Regions from separate parts of the Pan troglodytes genome. Here region 1 is linked to region 2. The links are chromatin contacts, called in public HiChIP or PLAC-seq maps. All regions are on one chromosome and are shown on one strand. The core of a region is the stretch at or near the end of the contact, and the rest is flanking DNA. Distances in the headings are between cores, read along the strand shown.

The links. HiChIP or PLAC-seq counts read pairs in DNA pulled down with a chosen protein or histone mark.
Region 1: an H3K4me3 HiChIP or PLAC-seq map of stem cell-derived excitatory neurons shows a contact between it and region 2, with 9 times the contacts expected there. The contact joins the promoter of IFRD1 here to the promoter of DOCK4 in region 2. A contact is called at or near these places in 2 of 7 Hi-C or Micro-C datasets (induced pluripotent stem cells and stem cell-derived neural progenitor cells) and 1 of 1 datasets of contacts at active chromatin or transcription factors (stem cell-derived excitatory neurons).

The regions. Positions count from the first base shown.
Region 1 is chr6:127,794,697-127,798,520 of NHGRI_mPanTro3-v2.0_pri, forward strand. It overlaps IFRD1 (interferon related developmental regulator 1), which reads left to right and starts at 2,059. Exons shown (of 13, transcript XM_063815010.1): 1 at 2,059-2,167; 2 at 2,299-2,363.
Region 2 is chr6:127,579,106-127,582,566 of NHGRI_mPanTro3-v2.0_pri, forward strand. DOCK4 (dedicator of cytokinesis 4) reads right to left here and starts at 1,692. Exons shown (of 52, transcript XM_519315.8): 1 at 1,310-1,692. The coding sequence starts at 1,346. ZNF277 (zinc finger protein 277) reads left to right here and starts at 1,710. Exons shown (of 12, transcript XM_519316.7): 1 at 1,710-2,015. The coding sequence starts at 1,925.

The DNA.
Region 1 (3,824 bases), core at 809-3,308, 220 kb after region 2:
AGCATTTCATTGTTTCCATAATATCCACCAAAAGGCTTTGGTTTAGAGTTCACTTCTTAAAGCATTTAGCCCTAGGAGTAAAACAAGTGTGGATTAAATCCTAGCTTGAACAATTTACTAATTCATCATCCTGGGACTCAGTTTCCACAATTTTAGCAACACCTATTTTTCCGAGTTGTTGGAAATACTAGCAAATATGTATGCTACACCCCTTGAACAGTGTCCATTCTTCGATGAAGAATAAGCTATGAATAAAAATAGACCTACTATTCCTACTAAAAATTGTAGGGGAAAAAGATTGGAAGGAAATACATCAAAATGAATAATCATTGCTGTTAGGTGGTGAGATTATTGTGCTTTTATCTTGGTAATTTAAATTTTCCCCAGCTTTTTATGTCTTGTAAAATGACTTTGCAGTAGGTTTATAATCAGAAATGTTAATAAAATAATAACTTAAATAACCTGTAGTAGTTTAAAAGTTCTCAATTATCCTTCCACAATTCTGTCCTGTTCCTCAATAATAACACAAATCTAACTAAATAAAATAAGTTGTGTCAGTTCATTTCATTAGCAACCAGGAGAATTAATATGAGTACACAGACCGAGGGTCTAAAACAAAAAATCAGTCTGCAAACAAATATGAGTAACAATTTAAACGAGGGGCCTGATCTTCAGCACAAATATTGAAGTCAGAACTTTCAGGACCTGGTGAACAGAAGGCAAGCTTTGAATAATGTTGGCCAAGAAGAACAATCTCGAGATCAGGAAATGGGCCAATAGTGTGCCCTCTGTGAACCAGAGAGCAGCCCTCATTGTCTGCTGGGAAAGCATCCTCTTCAAAGGCAATTCTGGAGGAACCTTAGCCACGCCACAGCCACTTTCAGGGATCAGTGTGGAGAAAGATTCATAGTCAGGTTGTGGGTGCCTCCGCAATGGGATGACTATTGTTTGCATCACCTGAGGGGTGGAAAGTGACCACTGGCTGGGAGAATGCAATCTCAGAGATTGGTACCTAAGAGGGAAGGAAATGCAGAGATGGTAGTTTCTGCTCTGTGAACTGCCCAGCCCCTCTCACCTCCTATTGCTTGCAGGGGCTGTGATCAAGGTTGCAAGAGGATCAGTAGGGACTGAGTCTCCTGCATGAGACTTCTAACAACTTCGCATTTGACAAGCGAGGAAACAGGAAGTAGGGGGCTTAGATGGAAACATGGGGCGGGGGATGGTATATTTAAGACTTCAAAGGGCAAGTATTTTTGCCAATTCAGGTTCCCCAGTGACTGAAGATGTTGAAATGCGTTTCCTGTGTTGCTCCTTTTCTGTGTTGACCAGCTCTGTAACTCATGACACCTGCAGTCTGCTGCAGAGCTCTGCATCCTGACAATCAGAACAAACCATTCATCTCACAGTCCTACAGTAGAAAGCTAGGGTCAATTAGTTACCAAAATTGATACTTATTATGGGGAGAATTTATAACAGAATAGATGGCAAGCCATTTTTACAACTCTGGCTATGCCCTTGGATTGCACAGACAAGATTAGGAAATTAATAACACAGTTGCGCTCCATCTATCTTTTGGAAAACACATCTAATTTTTCCCCTTAGCTTCATTTTTATGTTTCCACTTTGAGCAGATCTTTTACTTGCTTTTTCCTCCCTCTCATTTAACTCTTAAAAGAAGAATGGGAGCAATATTCCCGCAAGAAAGTTAGTACTTTTCCTGCTCAGGGCATCCCATGATTCAAAGGAGAAAACGTTCAGGTGTTTATAAGAACACCTGACCATTTGGCTGCACCTCAAGAACTGGGATCAGGAGGTCTGAGTCCAGAGAAGGAAAATAACCAGTTGGATCAGTGGGCGAGAGATGGGAGAATAAATAGGGTTGTGACAAAGAGAAGGTCAGCTGTAAATGGGTCAGGAGACCAGAGTGGACAGAGTAGGCCCTGGAATGCTTGCTCGGAGGCCTGCCATGAAGGATTTCTGCCTGCTTCCCCACCCTACCCCGGGGGCAGGATGACTCAGCACTTCCTATTGTTGTGAAGGCCAACCCCAGGAGGCCCTACCAAGGCTGACTGCTGTTAAAACCAGACTGCACTCCTTCTGGCTCCTGGTTCATTCAAGGTCTACATAGTTAAAGGTTGTTCCAGAGGGATGTGTGTAATTCCTCCCGGTATTTGATGTTCCTTTATTACTTATTTTCACTTGAGCCAACAGCCTGAACTGGTCAGGCTTTGGGCTGATGCCAGCTGCTTTATCTGGTAGCACTGTTACATAAAATTAACATTTATTGGTGATCACTAGGTGCCAACATTATGTGAAGAACTTTACGTGGACATCCCATTTAATTCTCAGAAGCTGATCACAAGGTAGGTATTATCTCCATTTGCATATGAGAAAACTGAGGCTTAAAGGTGTTAAATTGCTCAAGGACTAATATGCTACTCAAGTCTTTTGAGTTAAGAGTCCATGCTCTTAACCTGGTAAGTGGTGGGTATCTTGGCAGAGATTAGAAATGTTTCTTTGAGATTGAACAAAAACCAGAAGGTGATCATATGCAGAAGAACACGGAGAAAATTAAAAGCAAATAGTGGGTCAGGAAGGTGATGAGGAGGGAAGGATAGAGGGAGGGGAGCATGAGCTCTTGGTAGAAAATCAAAGTAGCTAAAACCTCTGGCCCTTTGTGGTCATGGAGGGTCCCACCTACAGGATTGCTCATGTAACATCTTTTCAAGATCGACATGCTTTGTTATCTCCATTTTTCATATATGTGCTCCGTGGATTTATCATGTACATCTGGATTCTTCTAGCCACCAGGGGACAAATGTGAATTCAGTGTGACTGAAGAGGCATCTGCCGTACTGTAACTGAAACACAGGTTCAGTTGCTCACTGCTTGCAGAGTCCAATTAACGAGAGCGGGATCTGTTATAAAGAAAGTGATTTATTCCAAAGCTTAGCTTATGAGAAGAAATACAGGTTCTTCCTTTTAAGGATAATGCTTTTCTTTGGGGGCAGAAAGCAGGGGCTTTTAAAGGGGCACTTGGCATGAACAGCATGCAGGGGAGGGAGCCAGCAGGTGGGGGTTTACTTGACTCACTTATGGTGTCTTATCTACCCCGTGGTCGAGCTGGCACCATTGCAGGCAGAGCTAGGTTGTAAAGTGGCCATCGTCTGGGGATACTCTCCAGGTGGCAGAGAGTTCTGTTGCAGGCATACTTTTGGTTGTAAATTGACTGTGCTGTCTTGGGGTAATCTGGTGCTCTGGAGGTTCTAAGTCAGCACAGGGTCAGCTTGCTGTGTAGGGAGTGTCTCGTGAAGGGAAGGTAAAGATTATGATAGTATTTCTTTCTTTCTTTTTTTTTTTTGAGACAGAGTTTCGCTCTTGTTGTCCAGGCTGGAGTGCAATGGCACGATCTTGACTCATTGCACCCTCCGCCTCCCAGGTTCAAGCGATTCTCCTGCCTCAGCCTCCCGAGTAGCTGGGACTACAGGCGGCTGCCACCACACCAGCTAAGTTTTGTATTTTTAGTAGAGATGGGGGTTTCACCATGTTGGCCAGGCTGGTCTCGAACTCCTGACCTCAGGTGATCCACCCGCCTCAGCCTCCCAAAGTGCTGGGATTGCAGGCCTGAGCCACCGTGCCAGGCCTGTTTCAAAAAATTTTTAAATTTCCTTCTTAATTTCTTCATTGACCCACTGGTAGTTCAGGAGCATGTTGTTTAATATTCATGTCCTGTATTTTCTGAGGTTCCTCTTGTTTTATTGATTTCTAGTTTTATTCCATTGTGGTCAGAAAATATATGAGATATGACTTCTACCTTTTTGAAT
Region 2 (3,461 bases), core at 442-2,941:
TGAATTTAGAACATAAGCAGATATCTACACATCACCTAAATCACTAGACCTGTCCTCAATTTTAAAACACACACACACACACACACACACACAGTACACCAGTCGGCAGAACAGGGCACTATAGGAAATAAAGAGTGTTAGTAAAATCCATAATGCTTTCTGTTAGACCTTCTGGGAGGTTATAATTGCATTTGGCCGGCTGCAGGCTTGTCGGAGAGCCTGGCTTCTTAATAGGCTCAACCCTAAAAGGAGTAACTGTCAAGGGGCGACCCAGCTGAAATCAAACAACAAAAACGGGAACTGTAACCCGCCTGAAATGGGAGGAGGAAAAGGAAGGGAGACTCCTGTATTCATCAGTCAACATTAATGTCCTTTGTTGTTCACCTTTACACAGAACAGCGAGAGCTATCCTGTTCCTTTTTCTCCGAACGCCAGTGTCAGGGTACGCTTTCCTAAAAGCTATCTCCCTGCCCCCAAGAACCAGGCTTTCCGATCCCCCTCCCCATTTATCACTCAGCAGCCCTGTACCGCCACACCGCCCCCACTGCGCTCACCCGGGGTCGAGAGGGTGGCCAGAAGTAAAAACACTGCTGAAATACCCGTTCTTCTCCAAAGACCAAAGAACTGAGCGGCGCAGATGTTGAAATTTACCAATGCCCCCGCCCCGCAACATACACACCCCATAAATCCGGGATCGCAGAGAGGGAGGAGGGTCAGAGAGGGCTCAGCCTGTCAGAGCGGCTCTCTCCAGGACCCTGCCACATTCCACACTCCGGGAATGTCGATTCGAGCCAGAGGGAAGGGTTTGCGCCTCCCTACTGTTTTGGGGGTGTTCTCTCTGCCCGAGTGTTGTTGTCTCCCTCTCCACCCAGAGGAACCGTTGCAGCTCCCTGTCGCTTTGGGGAAGAAGGGTAAGGAAGGAGAGAAACCCCATTCGCCTCCTCTTCCAACTTGACATACACACACAAACGCACGCACACACACACACACACACACACACACACACGCCCAGTCGCCACTCCAAACTCCGCAGGCAGAGCCCGAAGCTAGCGGGCCGGCCGCGCGCTCCCCCAAGCTGTCCCGGCGCTTCGGGAACCAGTGCGGGGCGCGCCGAGCAGGCGGTGCGGGGCGAGAGCCTGGTGCGCAGCCCTCTGCCTGGAGCTGGCTCGGCAAAGCCCCGTACCCGCTGCGCGATGCCAGGATTAGGCATTTTCAACCGGGCGGAGCGAGAGGGGCGCGGGGGCAAGGACGAGAAATGCGCACTCGCTCGGGCCAGAGCAGAATAAAAGTTCGCCCCGCGGAGACTCACCCACGCCGTATTTCTCGTGCTCCGTAGGTATCCACATGGCTAAAGGGGCTCCGGGGTCTTCAGGCTTTGTAATCCCCGCGCCCCTTCTCCGGCTCACAACAATGCACAGTCCCCGAGCAGCGCTGCAGTGCCGGAGCCCAGCGGCTTCGCGCGGGCTGCGGGCGCTGGGCAGGATCTGCGCTGGAGGCTCCCGAGCCCAGCGTTGACACTGCGCCGCCCGCAGCTCTCCCGGCGGCGGCTGCTCACAGTCCTCCGACGCGCTCCCGGGTACCCGGCGGCGCAGTCATTGTTCTGATTCACTGAACTAAGCGAACACGCCGGGGCACTCTCCGGCGCACCCCCGCCCGCCAGCGCCTAGTCCAGCCCTCCCGTCCCAGGGCCCCGCAGCACGCTGGGAATTGTAGTTCTTGGCCTCCCCATCCCGGAAGTGGGCGCGGCAATTGTGGTTCGGGGCGGGGATTCAGTTTTACTGATTACGTCCTATTGGTCCAGAGCGCGGCGTAGGTGTGGAGAAAACATTACGTCGACGGGGAGTTCGCCTCCAGTAGCGTTTCTATTGGTGCCACCCCGCCTCCGACCCGCCCTGCGGCCCTCCCTTTTCTTTTCTGCCGGGTAATGGCTGCTTCCAAGACCCAGGGGCCTGTCGCCCGAATGCAGGAAGACCGTGATGGGAGCTGCAGCACAGTCGGGGGTGTAGGTTATGGGGGTGAGTACGGTGCCCCCGAGGCGCGGCTGATGTGTCTTCCTTTCTCTATGACCGGGTGTGCAACGGACCTCTGGTCTGACCCTAGGAGCCCTTCAGCTCTGGGGCCACCTGGGTTCGACTGGGCCCCACGGGTGGTGGCCCAGCGGGATGGGTTGGAGCCGGTGGCGGCTACTTGGTTGGGGCTGCCCGGGGATGGCGGAGAAAATGCCATGGGATGGCGGAGAAAATGCCATGGAATGGCCTTCCCCTCCGCCGGGGAAGCTCCCTGAGCGTTTGTCTTCTGGTTTGGAGCTCCCAGCTTTGAGCTAGCTGCTGAGTGGGTTTGGTTCAGATCTGGTTCGCGCGCGTGTGTTTATAACTTTGGGATTAGCAGCTCTTTTTCCTCACCAGTACACTGCCTTGGTTTGCTTGGTTTGACCTCGCAGATGTGTTTTATTTAGCTTCCGGAGTATTTCCAGTCGCAGACTGGTGGTCACTGCTCTCCACTCTACAGATTTGCCCAGTTTGTGGCTGAGGTGACCTCTGAAGGGAAAGTGTGTGTATCTCACAACCTCCCTGTAGATGGTTAACTGCTCTGGGTGTTCTCCAGATTTGTATGTGGAGCCTGAGAGATCTTCCCAGTCTCTGGGTCCTTAGAGAAAGAAAAGGAAAGTGATAGATAATTTGCACTCGTGGCTTCAAAGAACATTTGAAAAGGGTTTTGAAAACCATCACAACTTTGGCTGTACCTGACTTTCAGGTTGTCCTCTGATCCACTGTAGGAATAAAAAACCAAATTTTGAAAGCTGCAGGTGGATTGTGTTTAGGACTCTTTTACCTTTAGTCTATCCCTCCCCCATTCCCCCCACCCCATTTTTGTCTTGATGTGTAATTTAGCACAAGTTGTCTTTTTCTGATGAACATGGTTTGGGGCTTAAATATAGTTCTCAGACTGTTGCGACTTTGTTTTTCGGTTTATTTGTTTTTGCTTTCACAGTTAAATTGATATCATCTTAAATATTTACCTCAGCGGCACAGAGTTGAAGTGCAGTTTTTTCCCACTTCCCAACAGTGGAACTCCCTACTCTGAAATTATTTTAGTACCTCTACCAAACAAATCTTTGGTAGTCTCCTGAGTTAAATATTGAATTTAACACCCTAATGGTTTATTTTTGGGTTGGTTATATATTGGGCTATCTGATGGTAACAGACTATTACGATTTCCTAGATTTTCAAAGTTCAGAGGGCTACCAGTTTAAGATCTAAACTGGTGAATTTATCTCACAGTCTAACTTATTTTTAAAAATGGGCGGGCACGGTGGCTCACCCCTGTAATACCAGCACTTTGGGAGGCCGAGGCGAGTGGATCACAAGGTCAGGAGTTCGAGACCAGCCTGGCCAATATGGTGAAACCCCGTCTCTACTAAAAATACAAAAATTAGCCGGGCGTGGTGGCGGATGCCTGTA